2 separate regions of the Xenopus tropicalis genome follow, and region 2 is linked to region 1. Evidence: chromatin contacts called from public Hi-C data. All regions are on one chromosome and are shown on one strand. The core of a region is the stretch at or near the end of the contact, and the rest is flanking DNA. Distances in the headings are between cores, read along the strand shown. Region 1 holds the start of mmp15 (matrix metallopeptidase 15). Region 2 overlaps LOC116410414 (a long non-coding RNA gene).

Region 1 (6,552 bases), core at 3,973-6,472:
AAGTGGTTTTGGGCTCTCCTCACTGTCCAGAATTTATGCAATTTAAAGAGGTAACTTTGCATCATGTGGCACTTGACCACGGTTAGCAACAGCCACCCATGGTAACTTAAGGGGATAAAATTCATCTATTTTAGTGCAGAGAACACAATTGGGCTCTAGATACTAACACTGTGGCACACACAAGGTCTTCGTTTAACACCTAAGTATCGTATTTCTTCTACATACAAACAATTGAAGACTAGGAGCCAGCGTTGCTCTCAAAAGGAGGTTATTATCGGGACCTCCTCTCTACCATACAATCCACAAGTTATGAATTGTAAGGTAGAGAAACAAAACAGATCAATAATAAAGACTATGGATTCATTACCTTAAAGCAGCGTTTTTCAACCGCTGTTCCGCGGCACACTAGATGTTGCCTGGTGTGCCGTAGGCAGGGCCGCAATTTTTACTTTCAAAAAAAAAAAAAATAAATAAATCTGGGCCCTGTCATTGGTTGCGCCCCGTGTGTACGGGTGACGTCAGTACGCACGGAGCGCAACGTTATAAAAGGGCCTGTGTGCGGTCGCGTGTAGGCAGAAGTGCAGAGGCGGCGCGCGTGAGGGGAAGATGCTGCTGAAGCCGCCGAAGAGTAAAATGCTGCTGGGCACCAATGTATTAGGGAGGGCCACGGGGCACACTGACTTATGGGGGCACGGCTGCTGGGCACCAATGTACTAGGGGGGCTGGCTCTTGGCACCAATGTACTGGGGGGCACTGCTGCTGGGCACCAATGTACTAGGGGGGCGCTGCTATTGGCACCAATGTACTAGGGGGCACTGCTGCTGGGCACCAATGTACTAGGGGGGCACTGCTCTTGGCACCAATGTACTAGGGGGGCACTGCTGCTGGGCACCAGTGTACTAGGGGGGCACTGCTCTTGGCACCAATGTACTAGGGGGGCACTGCTGCTGGGCACCAATGTACTAGGGGGGCACTGCTGCTGGGCACCAATGTACTAGGGGGGCACTGCTGCTGGGCACCAGTGTACTAGGGGGGCACTGCTGCTGGGCACAGAGTTAAATTTTTTAACATTTTCTAATGGTGGTGTGCCTCGTGATTTTTTTCATGAAACAAGTGTGCCTTTGCCCAAAAAAGGTTGAAAAACACTGCCTTAAAGGACATGTAAAGCCTACATTTGCCTACAATGTATATCAGTTGGGCACATCTCCCCCACCCAAATGGCATCATTTGTACTGCATATATCCCCTCCGCTTGCCAGCACCATCACATTTTCCTAAAGCAAATAGCAGCTTTCACCTGTTGGCCATTTTCCTCTGATACATAATTGGATACATTTAAATCTGCAAACAGCATACACACAGACCCTTATTCAGCATATATTTCATCAAGAATACAGGCTCACACAGGCAGAACTGTCTGATAAAAGTTCTGCTTTGTTTGAGCGGAGCTCAGGAGGAAAAAATTGAAGCAGACAGCTATAGCTGAGTTTCTATGAGAATCAACAATACCATCTCTTTACTGGCTGCTAGACTGAAGGGCGTGTTTAGTAATCTGAGTTTAGAACAACTGAGCATGCCCACAAGCCAGAAGTCAAAGCAAATTTCTGAGGGAGGGGGCCAAGTGGGTTACAGGAGGAGAAGGAAATCTAAGTGATTAAGTAGATGTTGCAGCCTTACTATTAACCTCTGGACAACCAGTGTGGCAGGTATTGAAAGATTTCAAAGAGGCTGTTCACTGATTTTTGTGTGTGGGGTTTACATGTCCTTTAAAGGACAAGGAAACGTAAAATCATTGGGGGTACCAAATGTTAGGCACACAATTTCTGCATGTCAGAATATGGATGTGATTGGATCTGATCATGTAGTTTTAATCAATTTTTAGAGACCACCCCCTCTCCAGGGTGTGCCTAGCCTGCACTGCTTGCATATCTCTACCAGCTACACTGTAGCAGCAAGGACTGTGGTCCTGCGGTTGGGCACTCAGCTGGTGTAAGGTGAGCACCCCAAAAGCAGTACAATGCCTAGGGCCCAATTAAGTCTTAGGCTGATGTCAGACGAGGCGTAGGGCGGATATTTTTGGCAAGCGGAAAAACGCTTGCTGAAAATTCCGCTCTACGCCTCCTACATGTGCCTGCATCCGAATGAATGAGATACGCTTGGGTGCAGGCACATGTAGCAGAAATACGCATAAAAACGCAAGAGTTTGAAAGTCTTGTGTTTTTATGCGTATTTCAGCTACATGTGCCTGCACCTGAGCGTATTCCATTCGTTTGGGTGCAGGCACATGTACGAGACGTAGAGCGGTATTTTTGGCAAGCACTTTTCCACTTGCCGAAAATATCCACCCTATGCCTCGTCTGGCATTAGCTTAAATCTGGCTCTGCCTCCAGATACTTCCCATGGCTCCCTTTGACTTCTGGGTGGAAAGGTTCTTATGCACATCTGTGTGGATCCCACTGTATTCTCACTGTAGGGTGGGCTCCACCATTAGAGTTATTTCTCATGAATTATGGTCATAGCTTCCCTTTAGTTTGCCTTACTGACAAAAAAGGTGATATTTTTTTTGGGTTAATATTTTCAAAAGGTATATTTTTGTTTCAAATTTCTATAAAACCTCATCACCCACAGCCCTTTGCCGCTGGTCCTCTGCCACATTATTCATATGGACAAGGAACATACAATACAATATGGTTCTATAAAGAAGAGTCAGGGCAATGCTGGTGGCAGAAATATGCATGTGTCTGTGCTTAAAATGATTTTGAACCTGATGTTACCCCCAGGCATTTAGAAATCAAACTATACATTAATTATGTCACAGAAGTCAGGTATATCTACTGACAGCACAGCAGTACAAAGCGGCAATTCATTACCAGCATGGGACCGGCAATCTCAACAAAATATGGGGCCTTGGAAAAAGTGCCTGTGATGCGTGAAATGTTTGACTTCACAACAAAGTACATACAAGCAGGTATTCTGCATTAGTCCATTCCCAACATCAGCTCTATCTGCTCTTGTCAACCAGTTTTCCCCCACCAGAGGTCACCAAAGATTTCCCCAAAGTCAGTTCCTGAGAATAAAAAGCATTGTGTTGCCAGATCAGTTACCTAAAATAACTTTAAAAAAAAGTCCCAAATGGGGGTGGGGGGGGGGGCGCAAAAAAAATAAATAAATAAAACTTGTGGAAATAAAAAATGTGGTAGCTTTCTTGGGTAGATCTGAGTTAAATGAAATGCTCCCCAAAAGACCAATATTTTTGGATTTCCCATTATTTGTATTGAGGTGAAATGATTGGAGTTATGGAGACTAAAACTAAAAATGAAGCGACTGAGAGTGGTAATAATGACAGAACAATGTAAAATGTTGCATACATTTGCCTTAAACGCTAAACTTCACAGGGGATTTTGTTGGAGCATCTCAGATTGACAACTTTATCTGATAAGACATTACATTACAGCCTATTGGAGATCAGATTTTATTGGATCCTACAAAATCTCATGCTTTTGCATGGTCGGTCAAATAAAACGGAATTTTGGCTCTTCTAGTGCAATGCGGCCCCCTCCCTGAAAAATAGATGGATGGAAGGACAGAAGATTATCTCTGTCAGATCAATTCTAAGTGCTTGTTTTGCGCTGCTTTACACTGTCTTCATGTGACACCTCTTGTAGGGGCATTATCACCTCTTTAATCACTTCACTGACACTTGCCCAAACTTATCCGTGCCCCATAGCATGTCCGGAACTACAAAGTTCCTTGACAGCATAACCTCCCCACCCCACCTTTAGCTTTGTCACCTCTGTTCCCAGCCGCCATCTTGGTGATCAGCAAGCAGCGCATCCACACTGGCACCCAAACTGGGATATTGGGGTACTGTAAATTCAAGGTTGGACTGGCCCAACAGGGCACTGACAAAAAACTGTTGGGCCCTCTTTTCACTGGGCATGTTGGGGCCAATTGTTGTTGGCCAGTAATTAGTGGCAGTAGAGATGTAGTGCGGTGGCAAAAATATATGGTTTCCTGTGGTGAACCTACTGTTAGAGAATTTTTGGCCTTGGAATCTGCAGTACAGGATGCCTATTTCTGTGGTGGTGCTTTAAGGTTTTGGTAGTGTACTGAGTTCTGATACATACAAGTCAGAAATCTCAATAAGACTATACATATTTGGAATTGGCACATTCATGAAACATGTAGATTTCTAAATCAGTCATATTGCGAGGCTCATGTAGATGTGGGACTGGGTTTGATGGCAGAACAACAGATTTAATAAGAGCTAAAGACAAATTCATAAAAAATGTCAGTAAAATGTGATCTAAAAGACCACCACTTTTTGGGAATTCCCCCCAAATTGTCGGTTGCCAAACTGTAAAAATGTTGTAAGCACGGCAAATTCGCAGAAAGTATTTGTTGTAATGCAGCCAAATTTTAAAAAGTGATGTATACATGGTTAAAAATTTTTATTGTGCTCTGTAGTTTGTGCACCAATACATTTTCTTTATACAGACTTAAGCCAAATCAACATTTTTTCCCTGAAATTTTTGTTATGGGGGAGATATTTTGGTGTATAAAATTTCTGTAAAAAAGTGGCTACAACTAATTCTCAAAAAGGGTTGTATATAATAGCTACATCCACTTTTAAAAGACATTTTTTGAAAATTGTCAGTAGAGGCGGAAAATTGGTCTGTGAATAAGCCGGCGCACAAACATTTTTACCAACATTTTTGTGAATTCCCCCCAAAGAAATATAAATTAAATTATGAGTACAAACTCTGAACTTTGCAAGACAAAACATTCCCCCTTCCTGCTGCTGCATTTTCTATTTTCCCTGGTTGATATGGGGGAAGACTTGTTTGCATTTACAAGAAATACCATATAGGCTACAGCTCAGCAGCTGGGTTTAAAGACAAGGCAGTTGCTGATCACTTACTGAGGCTCGTCACTGTAGTGTAGGGGTTTCAGATGAGCCTGGGCATGGAGTCATGCAATGCAGTGCAATGGCTGTGCTCTTACAGCCTGTGGTTAAGCTCCAGCCTAATGGCATAAAGGGTATGCCATGATAATGCAAACGTTAGGAGCGATACTGGGCTTCCTTCCCAGCAAGGGAGGGAAATGCCAGAGGAGGAGGTGGGGGAGGAGGCAGGGGGAGGTCTGAGGACTCATTGAGGAGGACTCATTGCAAACTGTTACAGTGGCTGAGCGCTGGGATCTGCTCCTGGATGACCTAATATGTTCGGCGCTTTGCTCTCTGCTATAAGCCATGGCCACAGTGACTATACGAGCTGAGTGTGCGGCCTCCCTAATGGCTACTGAGAGTGGACTGATCCATGTGCAAGGCGACTGAGGGCTTGGAGCGCTGAGCAGTGCCTGGCTGAGAGCTACCCTGAGAGCAGCTCTGGTTGTGCTCAGTCACTTCTGGCTTAGGGAGTGTCACCCAAGTAGCAGTTTCAACACGGGGCGAAGAAAAACAAAAGGGGAGAAATTGAGCCCCCAAAAATATGGCAGATGGTTTGTTTTGGGGGAGACCTCGCTGGACAGAGCGGGGAGGGGCTGCAAGACTGCTGCTGGGATGGACCTTTCTATTAATCTGCTGTCAGGGATACGCCGCAACTAGTGATTGGGATTCAAAAGCCGAGGTATTATACGTGTGCATGGTCTGTGCTATGTCTAGCAATGGGCAAATGTGGCTCCCATCTGTCCCTAAGCAAGAACGCCCAAAGTACTTCTTTACTATGTTGGATGCGCTAAGGTACAGGTGCATGGGTTTATAGCTGCCAGGTAGTATCTAGCCCCTCCCAGGTACAGCTCCTCACTTCTGTGGGATAAAAAATAATACCGGGTACCAGTGTGTTTGCATGCCATTCTGTGGGAGCCAACATTCCATCAGCTTCAGAGTAGAAAGCCTGTCTTCTTGCTTCTTGTTCTGTAACAGTTTTCACCTTTCTCATGGTTTTCCAACTGCAGTCAAACTGAAATCACAACTCCCAGCATCAACTATTAACATTTGGCTTTATGGGACACTGGGAGTCATAGTTTAACAATAGTATGTGAACTGCACCCAATCCAGACCGTGTTTGTCAGGTTATTAATGTTGTTTAAATAGCCCTTTATGTTTATGTAATAAACTAACCTTAGAAACTATCACTCATAAAACAATTCCTGAAGAAAATTTTTATTGATTGGCTATTGCTACTGGTTTTTTTTATCATTATTGTTATTGTCTTGTATTTGTATAACACCAACCAAATATTCTACACTTTTACAGGTAATGTTTTGAGCCTACAAACAGAAGTCCGACCCAAACTGGCTATCTAGATATTCTGGCAAATGCCCCAAGGGCTGCTGTAATGTGCCATTGGCTGCCAACTTTAATTCTTCCTGCAGGGGCTGTATGGGCCGCATTGTATTTAAATGTCAGTTTAAGGCAATATCTAAGACACCCCAGTGTGCCCATGCATGGGTCTGGTTTATTAACAAAAGATTGCAGAAATTGCCATGTAAAACAATGCAGCATTGGAGTACTGCAACTAATAACTTGTCTAAAATAAACATGGCAGCTCAT
Region 2 (6,525 bases), core at 3,394-5,893, 56 kb after region 1:
CCTGACTGAGCTCAAGCTCCAGCAACATTTACAAAAAGCTCACTCAACTCAGGATTGGGTGTTTCCCTAACTTTTACAATTTACAACAGTTACAGTATAAACATTTTATTAAAAAAAAACAACAGGCTGCATACTTGCTTTGGGTTAGTTGCCTTTTTTCTAAACATGGAAAATGAATATTACTAGTGGTAACTACTGAGAACCACTTACCTATTTAGCATTTTACAAAAAACTACAAAGCAGCAAATACACTGAAAGTAACCCAAGGCACTCAGAACCAGTATGTAAAGTGCAACATAGCAAATTACCTGAGCATACAGTATATCATTCAATATATATAACTCTGTAAAACCCTCAGATTTTACATGCTATCAATTTCACTAGAAAAATCAATGCTTGTCCAAACACTGGGTGGGGGTGGGTGCTGCTTCACAGCCATTCTGGAAAGGTCAGTGTGTATGCAATACCGCCTAGTGAGGTCTTGTGCCATAGGGTGCTGCCTAACTTAGCAGTGTCATTCTTCATTAAGCAGTCTTTTTGGTTTGCAAATGTCCCTAATGATCCTTAGAATATCAATGAAGAAAATCATCAAATGTTTACAATACATATTCATAGCCGCAAGCACTCTTAGCAAACAGGTAAATCAGTATTACTAATATGAAGTATATTATTCCATTAAGTCCATTCAGGGCAGTTTGTAATGTGAAGAATATTGTCTTGGCCATAAATTTTGAGACCCATAGATTTAATTGTAAAGTTCCATTTGTGCTGAGAGCTGTACTACAGGAAAGCAAGTGTATTGGGAAAGCAGGAGTACATATTTATAAATTTATAAGGTTAACTTTCTATTTATAGTCCCTCAATATGGTATGAAAAGATAGTTCACTGTTGACGCAGAATATTTCTTGATTGCATATTGTTATTAATAGATAAGATGCGCTGCCATGTTGCTTTACACATAGAATGAAAATGCAAATATGCATATAAAGCAAATAAAGTTAAAGCAAATCCATTACACCAAGCCTGTAAGAGCGTACATTAATATATATACTAAAACTGTGCATTATACCTTGGTATGCTCCAAGCTGAACCCCCTTTTTAAAACTTATTAAAACTTGTGTTCTTATTTTTATATCTTGGGTAAAATTCTGATTACATACTCATTAATATGGTGTGTTTACTGCTCTGAGCCCCAGATGATGTATTTATGGAGTAGATACTTTGGTGTGTGGGTGCTTAACCTTTTTGTTGGGCTCTTGACAATGAGACAGCTGTCCAGGAATTCCCCTAGTGAACTGCTTGCCTGGCCAAGGCCTGTCTCATTGTCGCACAGGTACAGTAACTGAGGCCCGCTTTACACTTGTATTAGTTATTGGTTGTTTTTATTGTAAATCTGTATGATCAGTCAATGTATAGACCAATTGATTGTACCGTATCGTGGAATATGTTGGCATGTTATTCATAATTGTAATTATTATTATTATTATTATTATTAATAATAATTATTATATATATATATATATAAATACACAAACGGGCCTCATCACTCAGGGCTTATGAGAAAATAGATATGATTTATTAAAAGTACAACATGACTGACATTTTGGCTGTGTCAACAGCCTTTCTCAAAGTGTATATATATATTTCTGGAAGTTCAGATAGTATTTATGCACTATATATCGTTTATGTGGGATATATTTTGCCTTTACCTTGTGCAATAATTATTAACCTATTAAACAATAAGCCATAGATATTTATAAGATGCTCTTGTTACTGTAGATCACACTTCTCCAGCTGTGAAAATAGGAGAAATGATACATTTATCTAATAGGAAAAGACGACACTGTTCCCTGATGCCTGCTGATATGATGTGGATCTTGCCACTGGGAGCGGATGGAGCCCTGAGTCTTCCCACCCCCACAAACCCAACCACATATTCTGTGATCTTCACTTGGTTCCCAGGCTGACTCGCACAGAGCCAGGATATAGGGTCTGAAATAAACAGAACTTTGGATCCCACCGCTGCTCTTTCAACTGACTGATAACCTCCTGTCTGACGCAACAGTCTCTCTGCTGTCCAAGAACCTGTCGGTGCAAGAAAACGATATGTGTCTATATAATCATAGAAAAATAGAAGCCTTATATTTAAAAGAAAAGTCAACTATTTTACATATACTGATTATAGGTTTTCCTTTGTTTTACTGCTTTTTTGTGGTCTCATGAACATATAAACCATAATGCATTTCCCTGATTTTACATATTCTGAAATGCACAATATTTTCCTATTTTCCTGGTCCCCTGAAAAACATAAAATGGGGGTTGTTTGTGAAAATTCTCATTTATCCAAGTCATGTATATGTATAGTAATAAGTCAAATGAACTGGACTTGTTTTTCTTGAAGACTTTTCACCAATCATTCAACTGGCTTTCTCAATTCAGAATGACTTGTACAAAGATCTTCCTGGAATAAATGTTGCTCCAATCAGCATAATCTTCTTATCACAACCAGCATGGGGTCAGGGACCTTATTACTGATTATAATCAATCATTGATTGCTTTTTTTGTTTTCACATATATGTCTTCTTTAACACCTCTTTTGAACCAGTCACTCTCCCTGTCTAGAGTCTGGCAGTCTTCAAATGTGTGTCCTTTTTTTTTTTTAGATGTAGCTACACGCTGAGTCCTGACCAGAGGAGCTGACTCTTCTGTGCTGTGCCATAAACTGATGTAACTGTTGTTCGGTTACTCCCACATACAAGTCAGAGCACTCCTCACTGCACTGTACTGCATACACAATGTTACTCTTCTTATGCTTTGGGATTGGGTCTTTTTAGTGAACACCAGTTGCTGCTTCAATGTGTTGCTGGGTTTAAAGCTGATAGGGGTCTGTGTTTATTAAAACTCCTTCTAAGATTTTCAGACACCCCAGCTACATATGGAAGGACCAAGTTCTTTCGTCTGTCATGTTTTCCACCTCCACCAGTAGTTTAGGTGTTATTGCTTCTCTTTCTACCGGTTTTAACAAAGGGCCAGTCTGGATATCCACATGTCTTAAGGGCCCCTCTGAGATGTTCCAACTTCTTCACCTTAGCCTCTGTGCTGGTGGGGATCTTGTCTGCTCTGTATTTTAATGCCCCCATTAAAATGGGGGTTTTACTGCATTTGGAATATCAACAATTTAAGCAGCACAACCAAGGAAAATACTGAATTGTGTAGCTATCAACAATGTTGTTAACAATCAACAGCAGCTGAAAGTGACAACTGTAAGATAGGCCTATTTTGTTTTTAAAGGGAAAGTAATACTGAGTAACTGGTTTTAAACAAAATAAAACATCTGTAACATATTTAAATTTCTGTGTGTTTTGTTACTTCCAAGGCTCTCACTAACAGAGTTGTATTTTTATATATCCGAGAGTGGTGGCCTAACTAACAGGGGAAAGAATAGACTTTCCTGCCCAGTGGCAAGTAAGAAAGTTTTAGGTCTAACCAAGGTGACCAAAGTTTAGAAAACTTATCTGGGCACCCCCTTCTGGAATAAATTACTAATAACACTAACCCCCATATGTAATAAAAGGCCCAGGAGCAGTGACCCATAGCAAGCAATAAGATGTTTGCTTTTAAACAGGTGTCCAGTACATTTTTGCTAAAATTTGTCCAAATGCATTGGAGTCGATGGTCAGTTTTTCTCAATTTTTTTCTTGAAATCAGTGGGCCTTTTTTCTAATGCCAAGTTCATTGAAGTTAATGGGCTTTTTTTGTTTGTGATTTTTGTTTCTAGCAAAACTAAAGGCATAGTGAAATTCTATCTCAGATTCAATAATATTTTTGCCACTCTTGAAGCTGCAAATTTTGCTTTGAATCCATATCTGATGAAAAAATTTGTTTATCCCTATTGATAAAATTTTAAGCTAGAATCTAAATAAGAATTAAGGGAAGGGTTGAACTTGTTACACTATTCTGCAGTTTGTAATGAAATGCTAAGTATGCATTGAAGCAAATAGAAAATTTAATTTTCTTAATGCTGGATTTTTAAGTGTCAAAGGAACTGCTTGTGTACGGAGAAAAGGATGCTGTCAAATCCCATTTGCTAATTGGGTGAGACAGGACCATTGTGCCAGCAGATCACTTACGTATGAGACTGCTGACTAACACAGCCCTGGAGCTTCTGATGGGCGCATGGATGTGATTATTTGGCATGATTATGGAGCTCCACCTCTAATGTGCTGCTAATGCTCCCAGACCAGCCATCACTCGTCAGCAAATAACAACAGCAAATAGGAAAAAGCAGAAATCTGAAACCTCTGTGCTTGCAGACTGGCATTTAATATCATATTTACAGCATATTCCATTGCATGTTGGCTGAGTAGGAGAGCTGTGCCTTGCATACATCTCATTCTCAGAGCATGCCCTCATAAGACAGCCGTCTCCTTTTTCATCGCCAAATAGGCAGCTGAATGCTTTGGATAAATGACAATCCACGTCCTCAGCAGCAAGTTCCTGACACCGTCATTTCTGGCCCTTATTTTGTTCCACCAGATAGAGCCAATCTAACAGGCTTTAGATTAGTGTCTGTAGGGGGCCAACGGTTCCTCTCCACTATTCTGCAAATTATCCCACAGTCTGGACAGTCCTTTGAGGCTGACAGGAAACACTCTGAAAGAGAATTCACAGGCTCCGGAAACAGCTGGGAGCACCCAGTGTCACCTCTAGGACGGATGCCAACACTCCCATTATAACCTCTAGGATTATCGCCAACACACACATTACCTAGAAAAGTAGTTCCAACACATGCATGAGTACTCTACCTCTACACTGGGACTGCTGCCAGCATATAGCTCTGTCAGCAACAAGCACATTACCTAGGAGTACCTACACACAGTATGACTAGGACCAGCAACAATAAAAAAACATATTCTATCAGGAACTTTTGGATACACAAGATGTTTTAAAGAGCTATATTTGGATTAGGACTGCATCCAATTTTCACACACCCTAGTTCTTGGGATTCTTGGGGTTACCATGCATACATTAGATATTAGTCTGTGTGTGCTATTTATACTCATTGCAACAGAACAGCACTTCTTAGGCAATAATTGTGGGTAAAATGTTGCTTTCTCATTGTTGTGAACAATATCAATGCAATTAGCATCTATCAAAATGCTCTGCGGGCCATACTTTAAGTCTGTAGGCACCTTCTGCATTTGCAAATAAATTAAACTCATACATCTCTGTGTATAAGGGGTGCATGTTTGATCTGTTTGTCTTGTCATCAGTTTGATAGTTTGATAAAGATAACAGATAGATAGATGATAGATAGATAGATAGATAGATAGATATAGATAGATAGATAGATGATAGATAGATAGATAGATAGATAGATAGATAGATAGATAGATAGATAGATAGATACATAGATAGATAGATAGATAGATAGATAGATAGATTGATAGACAGATAAAAACCAGGAAATATAGATTATAGTATGCTTAAAGCAGGGACCTAACTAGTCCTGGGACAATAACAAGATATGCCTCTTTTGTTATTTTCGAAAGATCCCATTTCTTAATCTACTCAGTTGGCCAATAAAAGGTATCACCTGCTCTATATTTTCTGGTTTTGATTTATAGCTAACATGGTACAACACTCTGCTACTAAAGATAGATAGATAGATAGATAGATAGATAGATAGATAGATAGATAGATAGATAGATAGAAAGAAAGGTGGATTGTTAGACAGGAAAAAAGGCAGAGAAAAATATAAGGATAGAGATAAAATGTAAGGGATCAGTGGTTAATAACTGAGGAAAAAACTTCAGAAAAATATCATTGTAGTGCTCCTAAAATTATCCCTGCTTCTCAGACCAGCACTCTATACATACATTTAATATGTTTAAGATTAAGAAAAAGACATGTTGCTTTAAGGGAACCTGAAGTAAAAAACTCATTACTTCTAGGATTACCCATAAGGCACATGGCAGCTGTCTTGCAAAGTCTCCCACCCATATCTCTGTAACCTCTGTGTCTTTGCAATGAATAGCATCAATCTCCAGCTGCCAGTATTGTTAGCAAGTGGCACAGGCATTAAAGCTGTACATTTTCATCAGTCTCCTTCTGTTTTTGTTTTACATGACTTTTAGCTTTAATATACGTTTTAACCTATTTAAGTTCTTTATAAAATATAGCTAGGCCAATAACCAATTCTCTTATTCACTGAATTTGTTCTCTGATATTTTTATTTGCAATCATTGAAACCTAAAATTAGTTTGTTACATTTTTTTGTTAAATAAACTTAAAGGGCATTGAATTTTATAAAAGTCATCCCCTGCAAAGGACCCCTTCCTTCTAAAGCTAACCCATCAGCTGCCCTCTTGTGCTGTTACCTTGGCTGAGAAAGCATAGTAGTCCAACCTGCTTTACAGCTGCCATGTCTAGCCACGTCACATCTGGTGTGCAAGCTCCCAGGCCAGGAGCATGAGCCCTGAAAGCCTAACAGTAAGTACGTACCAACTCTGCACACTGTTTGGG

Evidence for each region. Hi-C and Micro-C count contacts between places; a contact is called where the count stands out from the background.
Region 2: a Hi-C map of neurula embryo shows a contact between it and region 1, with 2.7 times the contacts expected there. The contact joins the enhancer-like site here to the promoter of mmp15 in region 1. A contact is called at or near these places in 3 of 5 Hi-C or Micro-C datasets (gastrula embryo, neurula embryo and tailbud embryo).

What each region holds. Positions count from the first base shown.
Region 1 is chr4:75,676,801-75,683,352 of UCB_Xtro_10.0, forward strand. mmp15 (matrix metallopeptidase 15) reads left to right here and starts at 5,223. Exons shown (of 10, transcript NM_001015921.2): 1 at 5,223-5,626. The coding sequence starts at 5,489.
Region 2 is chr4:75,733,343-75,739,867 of UCB_Xtro_10.0, forward strand. LOC116410414 (a long non-coding RNA gene) reads left to right here. Exons shown (of 2, transcript XR_004222375.1): 2 at 1,780-3,344. Among named protein-coding and RNA genes, the nearest start is that of csnk2a2, 45 kb to the right of the region's middle. Within about 2 kb of position 4,644, at least 3 of the 11 cell types and tissues checked have an H3K27ac peak or open chromatin away from gene starts, as enhancers often do. A contact at or near this core is called in neurula embryo, where this site is marked.